Regions from separate parts of the Mus musculus genome. Here region 2 is linked to region 1. The links are chromatin contacts, called in public promoter capture Hi-C maps. All regions are on one chromosome and are shown on one strand. Each heading gives the region's core, a stretch centred on a gene start, on an enhancer-like site or on the middle of the called end of the contact. The rest is flanking DNA. Distances are from core to core; before and after follow the strand shown. Region 1 has its middle 53 kb from the start of Gm41042. Region 2 has its middle 33 kb from the start of Gm29927.

Region 1 (5,993 bases), core at 2,618-5,117:
CTTCTTACCAGTTGGGGCATCTTCTGGATATATGCCCAGGAGAGGTATTGCTGGTTCCTCCGGTAGTACTATGTCCAATTTTCTGAGGAACCGCCAGACTGATTTCCAGAGTGGTTGTACAAGCCTGCAATCCCACCAGCAATGGAGGAGTGTTCCTCTTTCTCCACATCCACGCCAGCATCTGCTGTCACCTGAATTTTTGATCTTAGCCATTCTGACTGGTGTGAGGTGGAATCTCAGGGTTGTTTTGATTTGCATTTCCCTGATGATTAAGGATGTTGAACATTTTTTCAGGTGCTTTGTAATTGTGTTCACAGCCTTCGCCGTGCCGCTGCCACTCTCCAACGCCAGTGCCGCCTCTCGCTTGCCGAGCTCCAGCCGAAGGTGAAGGGGGGTAAGTAAGGAGGTGTCCATACCATGGCTCGTACAAAGCAGACTGCCCGCAAATCCACCGGTGGTAAAGCACCCAGGAAACAACTGGCTACAAAAGCCGCTCGCAAGAGTGTGCCCTCTACTGGAGGGGTGAAGAAACCTCATCGTTACAGGCCTGGTACTGTGGCACTCCGTGAAATCAGACGCTATCAGAAGTCCACTGAACTTCTGATCCGCAAGCTCCCCTTTCAGGGTCTGGTGCGAGAAATTGCTCAGGACTTCAAAACAGATCTGCGCTTCCAGAGTGCAGCTATTGGTGCTTTGCAGGAGGCAAGTGAGGCCTATCTGGTTGGCCTTTTTGAAGATACCAATCTGTGTGCTATCCATGCCAAACGTGTAACAATTATGCCAAAAGATATCCAGCTAGCACGCCGCATATGCGGAGAACGTGCTTAAGAGTCCACTATGAGGGGAAACATTTCATTCTCAAAAAAATTTTTTTTCCTCTTCTTCCTGTTATCAGTAGTTCTGAATGTTAGATATTTTTTCCATGGGGTCAAAGGTACCTAAGTATATGATTGCGAGTGGAAACATAGGGGACAGAATCAGGTATTGGCGTTTCTCCACGTTCATTTGTGTGTGAATTTTTAATATAAATGCAAGATGGAAAGCATTAATGCAAGCAAAATGTTTCAGTGAACACATTTCAACAGTTCAACTTTATAACAATTATAAATAAACCTGTTAAAATTTTCTGGACAATGCCAGCATTTGGATTTTTTTAAAATAAGTAAATTTCTTATTGACAGCAACTAAATGGTGTTTGTAGCATTTTTATCACACAGTAAATTCCATCCATTCACTATACTTTTCTAACTGAGTTGTCCTACATACAAGTACATGTGCTTAATGTTGTCAGTCTTCTGTGCTGTTCCTGTAAGTTTGCTATTAAAATACATTAAACTAAAAAAAAAAAAAAAAAAAAGTTGTACTTTGTAGTAAGAACGAGCCTGGAAAGCAACAGGAGTCTGTAGTATCCAGGAGTCTGTAGTTACAACACTGTATCCTGGAGTCTGTAGTTACAACACTGTATCCTGGAGTCTGTAGTTACAACACTGTATCCTGGAGTCTGTAGTTACAACACTGTATCCTGGAGTCTGTAGTTACAACACTGTATCCTGGAGTCTGTAGTTACAACACTGTATCCTGGAGTCTGTAGTTACAACACTGTATCCTGGAGTCTGTAGTTACAACACTGTATCCTGGAGTCTGTAGTTACAACACTGTATCCTGGAGTCTGTAGTTACAACACTGTATCCTGGAGTCTGTAGTTACAACACTGTATCCTGGAGTCTGTAGTTACAACACTGTATCCTGGAGTCTGTAGTTACAACACTGTATCCTGGAGTCTGTAGTTACAACACTGTATCCTGGAGTCTGTAGTTACAACACTGTATCCTGGAGTCTGTAGTTACAATACTGTATCCTGGAGTCTGTAGTTACAACACTGTATCCTGGAGTCTGTAGTTACAACACTGTATCCTGGAAGTCCAGCTAATAGTAGAGTGTCAATGTGGATACTTCTACCACAAGAAGGTAACTATGTGGCTGATAGGTTCCTTTCCTTGACTTTGCCCCACATATACACATCTGTGACGTATACTTTAAAGTTACATGATTGTAGTGACTAAATAAATATAATATCCTATATCGTGTCATATGTCAATATAATACCAAGAGCTACTAAATAATATCTTCAAATATCTCTCTAATCCTCTAATCCAGAATTATGATGCTAAAAGTCCATACTTAAAGTCCACCTATAGATATAGTGTTCATATAGACACAGAACTGTAGCACTTGGCCTTGAGAACAATCCCAACATGTCCTCCCCCCTCTCTGCTCCCCACTGCAGCCCCTCCCCAGGCCACAGTGCCAGCTCAGCCTCCATGGCTGGGTGCTGAGGACCCTGGCCACAGAGACTGCCCATCCTTCATCCACAGCCACTAGTTGCCAAGTGAGGACAGGGCAGAGCTGACCAGTTGTCTTTATGCGTTGTCCCATCAACCAATCTGTCTGGCAATATTCATGAGCTGGACATTACAAGTGGACATTAGTTACATTCAAAGTGAAAGGTCACTTGGCTGCCAAGAGCTAGCTGAAGTGCCAAGAACCCCTGTCAGGTTCTAACGAGCCTGCCGCAAAACCCAAGGGCTGGAAAAGGGTTCCAGACTCCTACCTAGGACCTCCCACTTAACAGAGAGAAGGAAGGGATGATGCTGTGTCATGGGGAAAACAAACCTCGTGTGCCCTTGCTGTTAAAGTAGAAAGCAAGCCACATGCACCAATCTCTCTGATAGGTTAGCCAAGAAAATGCCACTAAAATCATCCAGTGGGATTGGTTTAAAGATTTCCAGTCAGCACAAACTATTAAAATGAAATGAAGTCGCAGCTTGCTCTCCAGTAAGCCTTATCTTTCAGTTGTCTCGGGGTTTCCCATGATTTTAGGATAAGGCTAATGTAATGTTTGCTTCAGGTGACTTAGTCATCATTAGAAAAGGAGAAGGAGACAAGCTCACTGGGTTATTGCTACCTTTGTGCCCCAAAGCGAGGCTTAACTCTATGAGTCCATCTACTAGAACTCAGTTTAATTTCTTCTCACAGCCAGTGGTCATGCGCACTGCAGGCAGAGGCCTGGAGAGGAGCTGGTATGCATGAGGCTTCCAAACCTCCAACGCTAAAGCCATCTACCTCCATTTCAGTGCACAAGAGGGCTAACCAGTACCCCGGAGCTCTTGACTCTAGCTGCATATGCATCAAAAGATGGCCTAGTCGGCCATCACTGGAATGAGAGGCCCATTGGACACGCAAACTTTATATGCCCCAGTACAGGGGAACGCCAGGGCCATAAAAGGGGAGTGGGTGGGTAGGGGAGAGGGGGTGGGTGGCTATGGGGGACTTTTGGTATAGCATTGCAAATGTAAATGAGCGAAATACCTAATAAAAAATGGAAAAAAAAAAAAAAAAGAGGGCAATCAGCACTGGAAAGTGGAACTCTCCAGGCAGAGACTGTAGCCAGCTGAATCCCCCACCAGCACTCTCTCCTGCCCTGCCCCTGCCCTGCCCAGTACCCTTGGCAGCCCATGTCCCCATAAAGCCCCACACCCCAGATCTTTCCTCAGAGGCAGCTGTGACCTATTCCCTCAGGGCAAGGCACTGTATTTTCCGAGGTAACACCTAGCTAATCTCACATAATCTAGTCTGAAAGAGTCAGTGCATATTATCGGATTAATGGGCTATTACTCCTAGAAAATACAATTTGCATCCTAGAGACCCAAAGTCTTAACCAAAGGCACGCCAGGAAGGGAGTCAATTTTGCAAGGGGTGGAAAGCTCAAGAACAAATTTTAAAACTCGGAGCAGCTGTGCCTACTCCCACAGCTGGGAAAGTTTCGAGTTTCATGGTTTTAAAAGCTACCTAATCATGCCTCTATGCAATCTTTGTTCTGATGTTTTTCCTCCTCAGCAGTGTGGTGCACAGGGGCCAACTTCTCTTAACCTCAGAACAACAAAGGCTGATCATGGAGATGCTATATTTCATTTCAGGGAATTTTTTAATTTAATAAAGTATTACCACCTTACACTTATTTAAAGTACCTGTGCCTTGTATTTAATTATTTTTATTTCGGTCTATTTTTAGTAAACGTAACTACTTCAAAGATGTATAAAAATGTTTTTTTTGTTTTGTTTTTTTTTATTACATATTTTCCTCAATTATATTTTCAATGCTATCCCAAAAGTTCCCCCCACCCTCCCCCCCCCCACTCCCCTACCCACCTATTCCCATTTTTTGGCCCTGGCGTTCCCCTGTACTGGGGCATATAAAGTTTGCCTGTTTAATGGGCCTCTCTTTCCAGTGATGGCCGACTAGGCCATCTTTTGATACATATGCAGCTAGAGTCAAGAGCTCTGGGGTACTGGTTAGTTCATAATGTTGTTGCACCTACAGGGTTGCAGATCTCTTTAGCTCCTTGGATACTTTCTCTAGCTCCTCCATTGGGGGCCCTGTGATCCATCCAATAGTTGACTGTGAGTATCCACTTCTGTGTTTGCTAGGCCCCGGCCTAGTCTCACAAGAGACAGCTATATCACGGTCCTTGCAACAAACGCTTGCTAGTGTATGCAATGGTGTCATCGTTTGGAGGTTAATTATGGGATGGATCCCTGGATATGGTAGTCTCTAGATGGTCCATCCTTTTGTCTCAGCTCCAAACTTTGTCTCTGTAACTCCTTCCATGGGTGATTGTTTCCAATTCTAAGAAGGGGCAAAGTGCCCACACTTTGGTCTTCGTTCTTCTTCAGTTTCAAATGTTTTAAAGAATAGCTATTCATTACAATAGCTTTTTGTGTTTTGGGATTTGGGGATATGTTGTTTTGTTTTTTCAGTTTTGTTGTTGTTTTGGCTCTTGGTTATTTTTAGACAGGGTCTCATGTAGCCCAGGCTAGCTTCAGATCAATATGTTGCTAAGGGTGGCCTTGAATTTCTGGTCTTCCTCTTCTTGAGAGCTGGGATTATAGGCATGCAACCCTAACACCATGTTTATGTGGTGCGTGGAAACAAAAGCAGGGATTCCCATGTGTTAGATAAACACTCTAGCAAACAAGCCATATCCCCAGCAGCTCATTATAGATATTCTATGTGTCAGCGTGGTATACTACATATATACGCACTCACAAACCTATGAGCTAGAAGACCCCTGTTTTTCAGATAAGAAAATGGAGGTGCCGGGAAGAGAAGGTTACTCTGCCAGGATCACATAGTTGGAAGCATTAGAAGAATGGGAGCCGAGCTCCACCTCCTGAGCCTTGCCTCTCTCTGTCAGAATAACTACTTTCTCCAGCCAACTGGGAAAGGAGAATCCATAATTCGGCTTTCTTGGGCTTTTCAACCTTACAATAACCAAACCTATATTTTTAAAAAGTCCCCCATACCAGAAACATCATTAGCCCCAGGAAACTTGTTAAACACTGTGGATCCCACCCCAACCGTAAAGTATAAGGAGCTCTGGGGTGGGCTCTGCCCTGGAGCTCAGCAAGCCCTCCAGATCACCCTGGTGAAAGGCAAGCTTCACTGAAGTCAGTCATGAGTGTGGGTTCTTAAAGTTTGGGGATGGGTCAGCTGCAACCCACTTCTTTTTGTTTGTTTGTTTGTTTTTTGTTTTTTGTTTTGTTTTGTTTTGTTTCTTTCAAGACAGGGTTTCTCTGTATAGCCCTGGCTGTCCTGGAACTCACTTTGTGGACCAGGCTGGCTTCAAACTCAGAAATCTGCCTGCCTCTGCCTCCCGAGTGCTGGGATTAAAGGTGTGTGCTACCACCCCACTGCTGCAACCCGCTTCTTAACATCAGTTTCATGCGTCTTTTCTTTTCAGTTAGAAACTTGCATGTCACTTTATTGTAACCCTAGAGAGATTTGAACTAACAAGTGTTATCGGTGAATGCTTGGCAGGTATGTAACCCTAGGAATAGAAATGAGGTCATCTATACAGGAAAAAAAAAAAAAATCCTCAAACACAAATCTTGGAAGGTTGCCTGTGGAGTTTGAAAGTGATGTGATGAGCTTTA
Region 2 (5,993 bases), core at 1,087-3,586, 1.7 Mb before region 1:
ATGCAGCTAGGCAGTCTGCTTCAATCAGGCATGCCTTCAAATCACATCAAAGTCAAGCTTTATGACGCATTGAGGCAACTTACTGAGAAGCAGATGGTGTCACATTAGTGATGTTTTATTGTAACTACATTAAGCATTCCTTTAGAAAGGAAGGATAAGAGGTGTCCACAGTGCAGGATGGAATTCAGGAATGGGGAAGCTCTTGATGAATGTAACAGTATCTCACACCCTGGGGGCTTACTAGGGAGAACAGTCCCTCTCTTTCTTTGTGTTTATGTAGAACATGTGATTTACAGAATGCCCTGAAGGCCATGACGTCAGATTCATAGGTGAATTCAGTCCGGTCCAGACTCTGGCACCCCATCTCCTGTTTAGACATCTCTCTCTCTCTCTCTTTGGTGACCACACATTCATATAGAATTCAGCTTGTCTAAATAAGACACACCTATTTATTTATTTATTTATTTTTAAAAATATTTTTTATTACGTATTTTCCTCAATTACATTTCCAATGCTATCCCAAAAGTCACCCATACCCTCCCCCCCCCACTCCCCTACCCACCCATTCCCACTTTTTGGCCCTGGTGTTCCCCTGTACTGGGGCATATAAAGTTTGCGTGTCCAATGGGCCTCTCTTTCCAGTGATGGCCGACTAGGCCATCTTTTGATACATATGCAGCTAGAGTCAAGAGCTCCAGGGTACTGGTTAGTTCATAATGTTGTTGCACCTACAGGGTTGCAGATCTCTTTAGCTCCTTGTATACTTTCTCTAGCTCCTCCATTGGGGGCCCTGTGCTCCATCCAATAGCTGACTGTGAGCATCCACTTATGTGTTTGCTAGGCCCTGGCCTAGTCTCACAAGAGACGTCTATATCAGGGTCCTTTCAGCAAACGCTTGCTAGTGTTTGCAATGGAAGACACACCTTTTTTTGATTGCTTCTTCTCTTGAACCTTAATCCCCTTGAAACACCGGGCATTTCTCCCAGTTGTCTCTGGACCAGCTTGGGCTTGAAGGATGTCTAGGTTTGGAGGAAATAGGAACAGGGTCATTTGTGTTAGAGAGATAAAGATGTGCAAAGGACCAGATGAACAAGGAATGTGGAATAATCAGGAAATGTAAAGTTAACTCTTGCTGGGAGGTGGGAGGGCTGGCCAGGTTTTCCAGGACACAGTGGTGGTCTGCCTGAGCATCTTGTTTTTGAACACTTACCAGAGCAGCCCAAGTCAAAGTGAGGAAAGTGATAAGAACCAGATCACAAGGATTTTGTCTGTCATACCAAGGAGCTGATGTTTGTCCTCAAAGTCAGAGGATCGTGTGGTGTGTTTTTTTTTAGAATAGTGTGACATGTTCATATTTAAATTCAGAAAGACACACCAGAAAACCAATTTAGTGGGATAAGGTTGAGAGCAGAGTGGCCAACTGGGAATTGGGTTCTCAGCTGCATTGATTCTAGGTAGGCACACTGAGGGTAATGGGTTGAAGTGAGGACAGCCCCATGAAGAGATGCTAAGGATATCGTAACAGTAGTATCCAGTGGCCATAGAGGATGAGCTGGTGGTGAAGGGGGAGATACGCCATAGGTTACTGGTTTGGGCAACTATGGGATGTGAGACACTCATCAATCTAGAAGGTCAGCAGGCTTGGGGGAGTCTGAGGACATTTGCCTAGACTTGTTTTATTTCCTGACATGGTATACATCGTGTTTTGTGCTGTGTTTTATAACTCATTCTCTTTATATTTGCCATGCTCTCTCTCCAGATGGATTCTGATTCTTCCAAGGATCAGGATCACAGCGACCAATGTGCTTAAGCCCCAGCATCTTTAAGTCATTATCACACCTTGAGGGGGTCACATCACTAAACACAGGGACACGAGGCCCCCAGCTAAGCACCATGAACAGCTGTGCACTGGATCATTTGTACTGATGGGGATGGCAGGACCTTTGCACTGGGACATGACTTCACCCTGAAACTTTTCCCCTGAGGGGAGCTAAGCCCCCAGGCCGAGGTGGCCTTTCTGGGAAGCAGACCCACATCTCATGTTGGACAGCAAGAGGCTGAGGGGCAATGGGGTGATAACCCAGGCTTTGGGGGTCTTTCTCTCTCTCTTTCTGCTCCGCAGAACCCCATAAATCCTTCAAAGAGAGTAATTAATTTTCCCCAGCTAAAGAGTGTCTTTTGCATTCTTGAAACAAATGAAGGCGAAATGTACAGAGACTTCTGGGAAAAGCCAGTGTGGCGTGAGCACAACCGCTGGGTGTTCCTATGCAGTGGAGTGGCCTTTCTTCCCCTCCCCTGAATGGTGTTCTTTGCTCTCAAGTTAACTCATGCACTGGATTCAGTCCAAGTACATTTTGTTTCTTGACTGGAAGCCAGACTTCTCACAGTTAGGGAGCATTCTCTTCTCTACTCCAGTCTTTCCCCAGACTCACTCTCATCTTATGATCATTTCAGCTTTCCTATGGGGTTGATATGATAGTGAGGAGAACCTACTGGCTTAGGTAGATCTTCCACTTAGACCGAGACCCCAGTGTCTCCAGCCAGTCCTCCACTCCGAGTCAGTCTGCTTGGACAGGCTGCTCTGCAGGCAGCAGAGGCAGAGCACTTCTGAACTCTGCCCTCTGCAAATGCTTTCCAGATGTGTGAACCCCTGCCTCCCAATTCACTCTGACTGTAGCCCTGCCAACATACATCTGCAGATTCCGAGTGCACAGGAACTTGAAAGAGGAGCCTCGACAACATCTGCCGCCTTTCCCTAGCTCTGCCTCTTGGCCTTCTGAGACATTGCCCCATATTTCATCTCCTCCCTTACAGCAACCCATTCAAGAATGACCCTCCAGATCTTCTCTGTTCACAGAGGCTGGTGTGTCGGTCTCTCCCCTAGCCCGTCTTTGGTTGGCTCTTGGGACAATTGACTGATATATCACCAGAAACATCAAGGAAAAGTTTGAACTCCCCAGGGGAGGAAGAGCTGATCTTCCTCTCCTGGGCTGGTGACAGTCCTCAAACTGTGAAGGGAGGGTTACCCATGAAGAGGCTAACACAGAGCCCTATAAATAAATAAATAAATAAATAAATAAACTCCCAAGTCTTCGGTAGAAAGATGGGAGAGACATCCCTTCTTCAAAGGCAAACAAGTTTGGCTTCTAGAAAACTGAAAGTCCTTGTGTGCAGAATGAGTGTTCCCCACCCTCACCCCCTACCAAACACACCCCTCATGGCATGGTAGCCACTGAACTGAGAGATCAGATGAAGACCTTTTCAGAATTCCAAGGAGTGAGGAAAGAGCCAGGCATCCTTTCTGTGAAACAGCAGATGTTTCCTGGGGCCTTCACTCTCCCTAGGGAGTCATCTGATGGCTAAAAAAATAGATGCTCAACCTTAACTTTGCCTTTGATCATTACAGACCCTAAACTGTCCTCCTACATTGGGGGCGGGGCATAAACCCTAGGAGAAGAAAGGCTGGTAACATGTGAAAAGGGACAGAGAGCAAATGGGCCTTCAGGCTTACAGTTTGAGAAGGAAATAGGTCTAAGGGAGACCGTTCCACCTATGTGGGACTAGATCTCAGCCAGAGAGGCCTATCTGAGTTTATAAAGCCAGCTGTCTTAAACATGGCATTAGCCCAATGACAGGGACAATGTGGCCTGAAAGATCACTTTTTGTTTTGCCCTCTGGATCTGTGGGGCACTTTAAATAGGTAACAATTATTCTCTGCCTAAGTAGTCCTGGGCACTTTGTTCCCCAGAGTATTAATTCATAGACCTATTATTTAAAACAAACAAACAAACTACAAACAAAGCCAAAAAGCAAAAAACAACACCAGTTTTATCTTTAAAGCTTTGGAATAGCAAGGTGATGGGCTGAAGTTAGGTTTGGAGTTTCCTTCTTCCCCAACGTCTTCCCAGAGAGCTAACTCAAGGCTCCATGGCAGTTCTACCACCATGGCAGCGATTTTCTAGAGAACAGAAGAGGCTACGTCCTCCAAAGATGTAGAAGGAAGAATGAGCACAGGGTGAGGCAATCTTTTCTGCTGCAGGATAATTTAACCACTGGTTGCTTGGTGAGCTCAGTTATCCTCACAACCTCTTAAAGAGAAGAATCCAAATTGCGTGGGTGATGACTGAAAATAATCCTGGGCTGGTGAAGTTGGATCTGACCTGGGAGGAAATACAAGTGAACCATGAGGGGCTGGAGAGATGGCTCAGTGGTTCAGACCTCTTGCTGCTCTTGCTGAGGACCTGGGTTCAATTCCCGGCACCTGCATGGTGGGTCAATACCATCTTTAACTGTAGTTTTAGGTGATTTTATGCTCTCTTCCTGCCTTGCTGGACACCAGACACAAATGTAGTGAATGACATACATGTAGGAAAACACCTCCCCACAAGATAATAACAATAAAAACACTCGAGCCATATTTTCCTCCTGAAGTTGTCATGCGTTGGGCTTCCCTGAGTGTGGTCATTTTATGAGAGTGTCTCTGTCTGTCTTAGGGTTTTACTGCTGTGAACAGACACCATGACTAAGGCAACACTCATAAGGACGTTTAACTGGGGCTGGTTTACAGGTTCAGAGGTTCAGTCCATTATCATCAAGGTGGGAACATGGCAGCATCCAGGCAGGCATGGTGCAGGCAGAGCTAAGAGTTTCTCATTTTCATCTGAAGGCTGCTAGCAAAATACTGGCTTCCAGGCAGCTAGGACTAGTGTATTAAAGTCCACTCCCACAGTGACACACCTACTCCAACAAAGCCACACCTCCAAAGAGTGCTATTCCCTGGGCTAAGCATATAGAAAGCATCACATTGGCCAAGGAAGCTGTGGATAGAGACTTGAACCAAGAAGAGGGAACACTTTAGCCAGGTTAGCCTTTGTTCTGCAGAAGGGGAAAAGATGGTGGTGGAAGGCTGTGAGTTTGAGACGATGTGAATGCCAAGACAAGGATATGTCAGATTCTCAGATTGGTCCAGGTGTTCCAGATGCTGATCTATAGGTACTGGCATTGTATGCGACCAGTATTCTGTCTCTTGTCTTACAGTCTTCTTGTAGTTAGAATGCTTTATTTCTTTCACTCTAGTCTTCCCAATCAATTCACTATGGTAGCGTTGAAGGTGTTCTGCCTCTTTGGTCAAGTTACCAAACCTTGTGACTCCTGTCTTTTATAAAATGATATTGCGGTTTGATGGACAAGTTGCTGTGGCAAGGATAGAGGGCAGCAAGTAACGGGAACCTCTGTTCCAATGTCCCAATAGCCTTTGGGGAACTGAGTCTTGCAAGCAAACTCATGAGTGAACCAGAAAACCAAATATCTTCATCCATTGGTTGAGACTTCAGCCCTCTCTGAAACCCTAACTGCAGCTTTAGGGGTGGTGGCAGTGTGGAACAGAGGTCTGTCTAAGCTGTATCCAAATTCCTGACTCAGAGACACCGAGATAACCATTATACATCATGTCAAGGTGATGGAATTTAGGAGTGTTATTGCTACTACTATAAACAATAGACTCAGAGACACCGAGATAACCATTATACATCATGTCAAGGTGATGGAATTTAGGAGTGTTATTGCTACTACTATAAACAATAGACCTAATTTGCCAGGTATTGTTCCAGTTTTAGCACCAGAAGTCTCAAGTTCCAGTAAATTCAATTGTAGACAAACTGAAGCAGGTGTCATCCTTTTGGTGAAAACTAATGGTATATTTATGTACCATTTCTTCTCTAAAGTGTTTAGTGTTTTAGTGTGTGTGAATGTGTACACGGGGACAGGTATCCAGAGTCCAGGAGAGGGTGTTAGATCCCTTGGAAAATTGCTTGGCTGAGTGAGTCAACACTTTTGATGGTCTTTGAACCTGTAGAGGGTTAACGCAAGAGTCTGGGGACACAGGCAGTTTGACTGTTAAGGTAACCCTTCCCCTGTCTGGAGCAAGTGACAGAGGCAGGTACTTTCTTCATGTGACTCTCGGGATGTAGAGAGATGTGACTTATGAATGATCT

The links. Promoter capture Hi-C pulls out the DNA fragments that hold promoters and counts their contacts.
Region 2: a contact with region 1 is called in a promoter capture Hi-C map of second pharyngeal arch cranial neural crest. The contact joins two enhancer-like sites. A contact is called at or near these places in 1 of 39 promoter capture datasets (second pharyngeal arch cranial neural crest) and 2 of 484 Hi-C or Micro-C datasets (nephron progenitors and uterus).

What each region holds. Positions count from the first base shown.
Region 1 is chr13:100,941,240-100,947,232 of GRCm38.p6, reverse strand. It overlaps the pseudogene Gm10257. Among named protein-coding and RNA genes, the nearest start is that of Gm41042, 53 kb to the left of the region's middle. Within about 2 kb of position 3,867, at least 14 of the 459 cell types and tissues checked have an H3K27ac peak or open chromatin away from gene starts, as enhancers often do. A contact at or near this core is called in second pharyngeal arch cranial neural crest and uterus, where this site is marked.
Region 2 is chr13:102,622,059-102,628,051 of GRCm38.p6, reverse strand. No RefSeq gene overlaps it. Among named protein-coding and RNA genes, the nearest start is that of Gm29927, 33 kb to the right of the region's middle. Within about 2 kb of position 2,336, at least 134 of the 459 cell types and tissues checked have an H3K27ac peak or open chromatin away from gene starts, as enhancers often do. A contact at or near this core is called in second pharyngeal arch cranial neural crest and uterus, where this site is marked.